Linked DNA regions of Sus scrofa: region 1 is linked to region 2. The links are chromatin contacts, called in public HiChIP or PLAC-seq maps. All regions are on one chromosome and are shown on one strand. The core of a region is the stretch at or near the end of the contact, and the rest is flanking DNA. Distances in the headings are between cores, read along the strand shown.

Region 1 (3,271 bases), core at 674-3,173, 210 kb before region 2:
TTAGACTTTGAGACTGAAAATTAGGCCCCTGGGTCTTCCTTCTTCTGCAAACTCTAGTTATGGTGACCACTCACAAAGCCATTTTGTGGTCAGTCTCAAGGGTATTTTCAATGAATTTTGTTTGAAACGGCATAAACATTCAGAGAATGAAGGCTGCATGCTGGAGAAGGGAAGAGGGCAGATTCAAAAAAGAATGAAGCAAGGATCCTGGCCTAAAGAAATTTTTCTTATATAGAGGAGATGAACCTCACACATAAAGATGATTTTTAACACCAGGAAGAGCTATGGGAGTTCTAAAGAGTTTTAAGAGTTTTCTTTGAGGCCAGCTGAGAAGGTTGACATCAGAAGAGATGTTCATCCAAGGCAAGATTTCTCAACCTCAGCACTATTGACATATTGGGCCAGAAAATTCTTCATTGTGGGGGCTGTCCTCTGCATTATAAGATGTTGAGCAGCTTCCCTGGCCTCTACTCCCTAGATCCCTGTAACACGTGCGCACACACACAGATAAACACATACAAACACACACACACACACACACACACACACACACACACCAGTGTGACAACCAAAAATTTCTCAAGCCATTGCCAAATGTCCCCTGAAGGCTAAAGAAGTCACCCTCAGTTGGGAAGCACTCTACCAAGGCATTGTTTCTCAAAGTTGAACTAAGGGTAAATTGCATCAGAATCACATAGGTGCATGTTAAAAATAGTGTTTCCCAGGCCTCACCCTGACTGTGCTGAATCAGTAACTACCTAGAGGTCTGCCTTTTAGCAAGTTCTCCAAGTAGCTCTTCTACTACGTGGAGCTCTTAAAATAACTGCAGGCATACATGCTACCTATTTGCCTTTCTGATCAAAGGAAAGAGGATGACTAATGTTTAAGGTGGCTCTTGGGAATTTGGAATTATGTATTTCTATAGGCACCATTCAAGGCTGATTTTCCAATACTGAGCCTAAACTGCATCAAATTACATCAGAGAGAGTTTCCAGACCAGGGCATCTCTACCTTGACTGTATGTTAGAATCACCTAAGGAGCTATGAAAATCACAGATACATGAGCTTAACCACCTAGAGAATATAATTTGTTTGGAACAGAATGTTGCCTGGGCATCAACATTTTAAAATCTCATTGGGTGGCTCTGATATGTTCCCAAGATTGAGAACCACTGTCCTGAACCAGAGATTCTCAAATTGAAATGTGTCGATGCAAATCCACAGAGGATGTAAAGAGAAGTAAAACAGGTCCCTGCTCTAAACAGTTGCCTAAGTTTATCACAAATCCCTAGTCGTAAGCTTGCAGAAAATAGAAAGACATCCCTGAAAGAAGATAGAAATGGCCAGTGAGTCCAGAATATGTGAGAATTTGAGGCTAGTGAGATTTTTTTTCTTTTCATGTTTTACTCTTTGAGATGGTAAGCTAATGAACTGACAAAGACAGGTCATGAAATTCTCAAAGGTCACCAGTCTTCTTAGGAGTTGTTCCTGTAAAAACAATTGATATTAGGAGTTCCCATTGTGGCTCAGTGGGTTAAGAACCCGACATAGTGTCCATGAGGATGTGGGTTCAATCCATGGCCTTGCTCAGTGAGTTAAGGATCTGGCGTTGCAACAAGCTGCAGGGTAGGTTGCAAATGCAGCTCAGATCTGGTGTTGCTCTGGCTGTGATGCAGGCTGGCAGTGACTCCCTAGCATGGGAAATTGAATATGCTGTGTGTGTGGCTCTCAAAAGAAAAAGAGAAAAAAAAAAGGATAGATATCAAATGTGAGGGTCAGAAGCCTGAAGGTGTTACCTCCAGGAACACTTGTAGGTAATACCAAACCCACAGGGTTCAAACCCTGGCCACTGGGTATTGGCCTGGCCCTGCCTGTGTGGACCCAGGCTACCCCCTGTTCTCTGACTGGACAAGCTCTTTGGATGTGCACCAGTCAGTTCACTTTCCCTTTTCAAATGTCACTCATACTGGTCACAGCTGAAACAACAAACTCATATCCCATGTCCCAAACCACGTGTCTTTTTGTCCCCCTCCCCCCCACTTTGTAACAACCACACTCATGATCTCTTGAGAGAGACGTTTGTGAACAGAACGCACCATCATTATTCCCGACAGAGTGGGGCTTCACAGACATGGGAACAATGTTTGAATCTCAACCATCCTAAGAGGAAATTGCCTAGCCTCTCTGAGCTTCATTTTCCTCTTCTTTGCAATAGGATTGCTAAGGTTATCATGAAGATTAAATTCTGCCCCCTCACCTTCTACGAGGTGGATCTTCCTTTTATTAAAGTTTCAGTTTAAATATACCCTACTTATGGGGGTCTTTCTTGACTACCCAGCAGTTCTCTGTCCCATTACTATATTTTAATTCTCTGCATAGCATTGAGTCTCCTGTTTGTTTGTTCATTTGCTAACTTGTTGACTGTCTCCTCTTACTAGGATAGAAACTTTAAGAAAGCAGGGACCCTGGGTTTTTTGTTCACTGCTGTATCTTTAGCATCTAGAATAATTCCTGGCACACCCTAGGCTCTCAAGAAATATTGATTGACCCATGTGTGCCAAGGACCTCACATAGTGCCAGGCCCTCAGGAGGTGCTCAATAAATGATAGTAATGATCATTATTTCTAATTAAATTCCTTTGAGATGACATAAGATTTCGATTCTGAAAATCTCCCTCTGTTTAGGAAGAAGGTGATAGAGGTGCCATGACTGTGAGACTGGTTATCGATTAAGGGTTAAAGAGCAAAACTTTTTTGATGTTACTTTATACATTTAATGGTACCTACTATTTTCTCTCGTGCTAATATAACACGATTACTTAATTTTAAAATGAATTGTAACACAGACAATAACAAGAAATAGAGTGCCTTCTTGATTTCTCTCTTTTCATCAGGCTTTTTTTTCCCCTGCTCTACTGATTTTAGGTCCTGATCATTGGCTCATGTTACTTGCTTCTAGCAACCCCCAAACTAGAACCTCATTGATATCGCTTCCATCTCACCTCAGGGCAAAGAACAGAGCCATAAATCTGAACCTCAACTGGTAGCAAGAATTCTTTCCTGAAAATGATGTTCAAAATCATTGCATCGCCAGGAGCCACACACAGTCTCATAAAAAGCACAGTAGATTTGGGCGGAAGCAGTTTGGTGTTAGGTGTTCTTTGTTTGGGGGATGTTTTGGTGTTTATATTTGTTACAAATGTGTTATGATTGAAGTGGATAAAGCAGAAACTGTAGTAGAGGTCCTTTATTGAAGATTCTGGAACTAACCT
Region 2 (3,279 bases), core at 248-2,747:
TGCAAAGAGAGGAAGAAAGAAAGTAAGGAAGGAAAAAACGAGGTATCAGTATCTGATAGCATAAGGAATCAGAAGAAGGGGGAGGAGGATAAAGAGAGAAAGGAGGGAATAAAAAGAAAGGAACCGCACCATTACCAAGCCCAAACCCAATTTTGATTAAGAAGAGCGGTGCCTAACTGTGGAAAAGCTTAACATCTCAATTAAAGCAACCCCTTAGAATGTGTCAAAAATGGGACAAAACCCTTAATTTTTTTTTCTTTCTGGGAAATATTTTCTCCCCTGTTTCCGTTAACACGGAGAGGTAAGATTTCATTTACTGGAGCAAATGTTTTTGAACAGATTTGACTTGCTTTGCTTTCCTGACAGTGTGTCCTGTTCTGTTAGAAACTCACAGTACAGACTTTTGGGAAGGGACAAGAGACATCAGCAAACCAAAACGCGGAGAGGAGCAGCCATTTCTTACTATGCTAATCTTTTAACTTGTTCACTCTGTGAGTGTGTGTGTGTGCGTGCTCGTGCGCGCGCCTGTCTTACTGTTTCAGTGCAGTACCCTAACACATGGCTACTATGTTCTGACCTGGAGGAGCCAAAGTCGGTAGCTTTGTGACAATTATTATTTCTCTTTTTACTCTGTTTCGATGTATTGCTTCTTGAAAAGTGGCTTTAAAATGCTCGGATTTAAACAAAGAAATCCCTTTATCAAAGCCTGGAGTGTTAGCAGGAGTACTCTTCAACTTACCAGGGCAGAGATTGAGGAGGGGGTAAGAGCACCTTGGAGACTCGGTTTTCTACAGGCGGTAGACATTCATTTGGTAATCAAGGACATACTGCTGGATTTAAGAGATCAAGAACATGTCAGGAGCCGAAAGGAGTTCCAGGTTGTGAGAGAGGAAGGCGGCCATTCCTAACAAAATAACTAAAGATGCCCCCATAAGTATGAAATTTGTGAATTTTTATTTACATATTTGCTCCTAGAGGGCATCTGGAAAATGGGTGTAGACTTGTTCTAAATCACTGGTTCTGTTAGCAATCTGGGCAGGAGGGAAAAATCTTTGGGGCTAGGCCTTTTCAAAGCGGGGGCGTTATTCTCATTACCATTTTTTCTCTCCTTCCCTAGACCTAGAGAGCAGATCTTTACTCCTCCTCCCCTCCGCGCGCATCCCCTTTCTCCACCCTCAGTGAGCACGTCCACTTTAAGAACCGGAGGACGTCTCTCCTTTTCTCCTCCCAGTCCCCCGCCCTTCACACCTTGGGTGGGAAAAGAGAGTGGGGCGGGGTGGCCGGATAAGCGAGAGGGGCGGGATCATGACTAGCGCTCCAATGGGCGTCCAGGCTGTCTGCCGTGAACCTCGGTAGCCAATAAGCAGCAGGCGGGGGGGCGTGGCGGGGCACTGTTGCAAAGCGTCCAACGTGGGCCGGCAGGAGGCCGTGGGGCTTGGAGCCCAGGGGGTGTGTGAGGGCGAGAGGCCGGGGGCGGGGCCTCTGGGACCGGCCGGGGTTGGGCCGCGGGGAGGCGAACGGCGAGCGGCTGATTGTTCGGCCGCGAGGTCTGCAGGGTTCTCGTTGCGCGGAGGTGCCGTGCCGAGCCCGGAACTGCGCGCGCTCCCTTTGCCTTCGGCGCTGGGACAGCTAGGCGCACGGGGCCCTTGGAGCAGTGTGGGGGTGGACGTGCCGTCCAGTCAGGGGTCTGCAGCCAGGCGCTCGAAGCCGCAAGGAAGATGCCTACGGGCGCAGAGCTCCGGTTGTGAGCCTGAGCGCCTTCCTTGCAGGGGCGGCGGCGGCACTTGGCGTGTGCGGGGACCCCGGAGCCTGGACAGAAGCGCGGCGGGAGGACGAGGAGTGCCGGCCGAACCCCTTGCCCGGATCATTGAGGTTCACAACGAGCACGGGCGGGTCAGCCCGGATGGGCGCGGGGTTCTCTGTCCCCTCCGGGCGTTTCGGAGCGGCCCGGGCACTGGGGGCCCGCTGAGTGCCGGAGTCGCCGCCGCTGCGGAGTGAACTTGTGCCGGCCGCCATGCCCCGGCGCGGAGCGTAGTGCCGAGCAGAGTCCCCTCAGGCCCGCCAGTGCTTGCGGTCGCCCCAGACCTCGCAGCCCCCGCGCCCGGAGTTCTCAGCGCGCTCCAGACAAGATGGCGCGGCCGGTCCGGGGAGCGCTCGGGGCCCCGCGCAGTTCGCCTTGTCCTCTTCTCCGGCTGCTTCTGCTGCTGCTGCTTCTCGGGCTGGAGCCCGCATCGGCTGCGGCCGGCCCGCGGGCGCCCTGCACTGCCGCCTGCGCTTGCGCTGGGGACTCGCTGGACTGCGGCGGGCGGGGGCTGGCAGCGCTGCCAGGAGACCTGCCCGCCTGGACGCGGAGCCTGTGAGTACCGCCCTTTCCGCCCTCCCCGCGCCCCCCGGGCGCTGTCACTTGGGACGGGGCGGCGGGGTTGTTCCCCCGGGAGAGGAGTTGCGGGTTGAGTTGCTTGTGTGTGAAGTTGAATGAGCTGGAAAATGTTAGCGTGAGCTCCCCTTCGGGGGTCCAGAGGGGAGAGGGCGTGCGTGAGAACTTGTCTGGATGGGGAAAGTGTGCGTTTCGCTAGGGTCTGGTGCTGCGCGAGTCGGAGTTTTGGAGGTGTGGAGGAGGAAAGTGTACCTCGTTGGGAAGGATCTGATCGAGCGTGGGTCAAGGGGTCTTAGGGAGAGTGGATGTGGGTCTTGAGGTTCTGGAGGGAAGAGAAGTGTCGTGGGGGTCTGGAGGTGAGCGAGCATGGCTCTCGTGAGGGCGATCTGGGAGGTGGTAAGTAAGAGAATGTGAGTGAAGACTGTGGAGGTAAGGGGAATGTGTGTGGGTGGAGAGTGGGAAACATCTGGCGGGGAGAGTGTGAGGAAGTGTGTCTGGGGGTGTTTCTTTTTTCCTCTCCCGTAACTCAACTCTCTGGTGTGTGAGCTGCTTGGCCTTACAGCGGATAATGAATGGAGGTGACTTTTGGCTCCAGTCTTGTATTTACATTATTTATTAGTGAGAGCGTGTGTAGCCGCCTCATCATCCCCCAGGACCTTGGTGGCCTGACTTGGCTCTGGCCCCTGGCAGAAGGCAGTTTTCCTGGAGGATCCCCGAGTTAGGGGGCTCTGAATGTTCTGGGGGTCGGTAACTGCTGGAAGTTTGTCCTTTTCCGCCTGGTTGGCATTTGAGGGAACTGTGTCCCAGACCCTTCCTGTCTGTTCTCTAGGGGACCATTTGGGCTTGAGATGTAGTGGAGTGGAGTGGGGTCCACCCTCTAGCATTTCTTCTCTATAAATGGT

What was found. HiChIP or PLAC-seq counts read pairs in DNA pulled down with a chosen protein or histone mark.
Region 1: an H3K27ac HiChIP or PLAC-seq map of skeletal muscle shows a contact between it and region 2. The contact joins the enhancer-like site here to the promoter of LRIG1 in region 2. A contact is called at or near these places in 1 of 5 promoter capture datasets (fetal skeletal muscle), 4 of 47 Hi-C or Micro-C datasets (embryonic fibroblasts, fetal heart ventricle, heart right ventricle and 1 more) and 1 of 2 datasets of contacts at active chromatin or transcription factors (skeletal muscle).

Annotation. Positions count from the first base shown.
Region 1 is chr13:48,237,458-48,240,728 of Sscrofa11.1, reverse strand. No RefSeq gene overlaps it. Among named protein-coding and RNA genes, the nearest start is that of LRIG1, 210 kb to the right of the region's middle. Within about 2 kb of position 1,923, at least 1 of the 83 cell types and tissues checked has an H3K27ac peak or open chromatin away from gene starts, as enhancers often do. A contact at or near this core is called in skeletal muscle, where this site is marked.
Region 2 is chr13:48,025,614-48,028,892 of Sscrofa11.1, reverse strand. LRIG1 (leucine-rich repeats and immunoglobulin-like domains protein 1) reads left to right here and starts at 1,497. Exons shown (of 20, transcript XM_005669717.3): 1 at 1,497-2,356. The coding sequence starts at 2,130.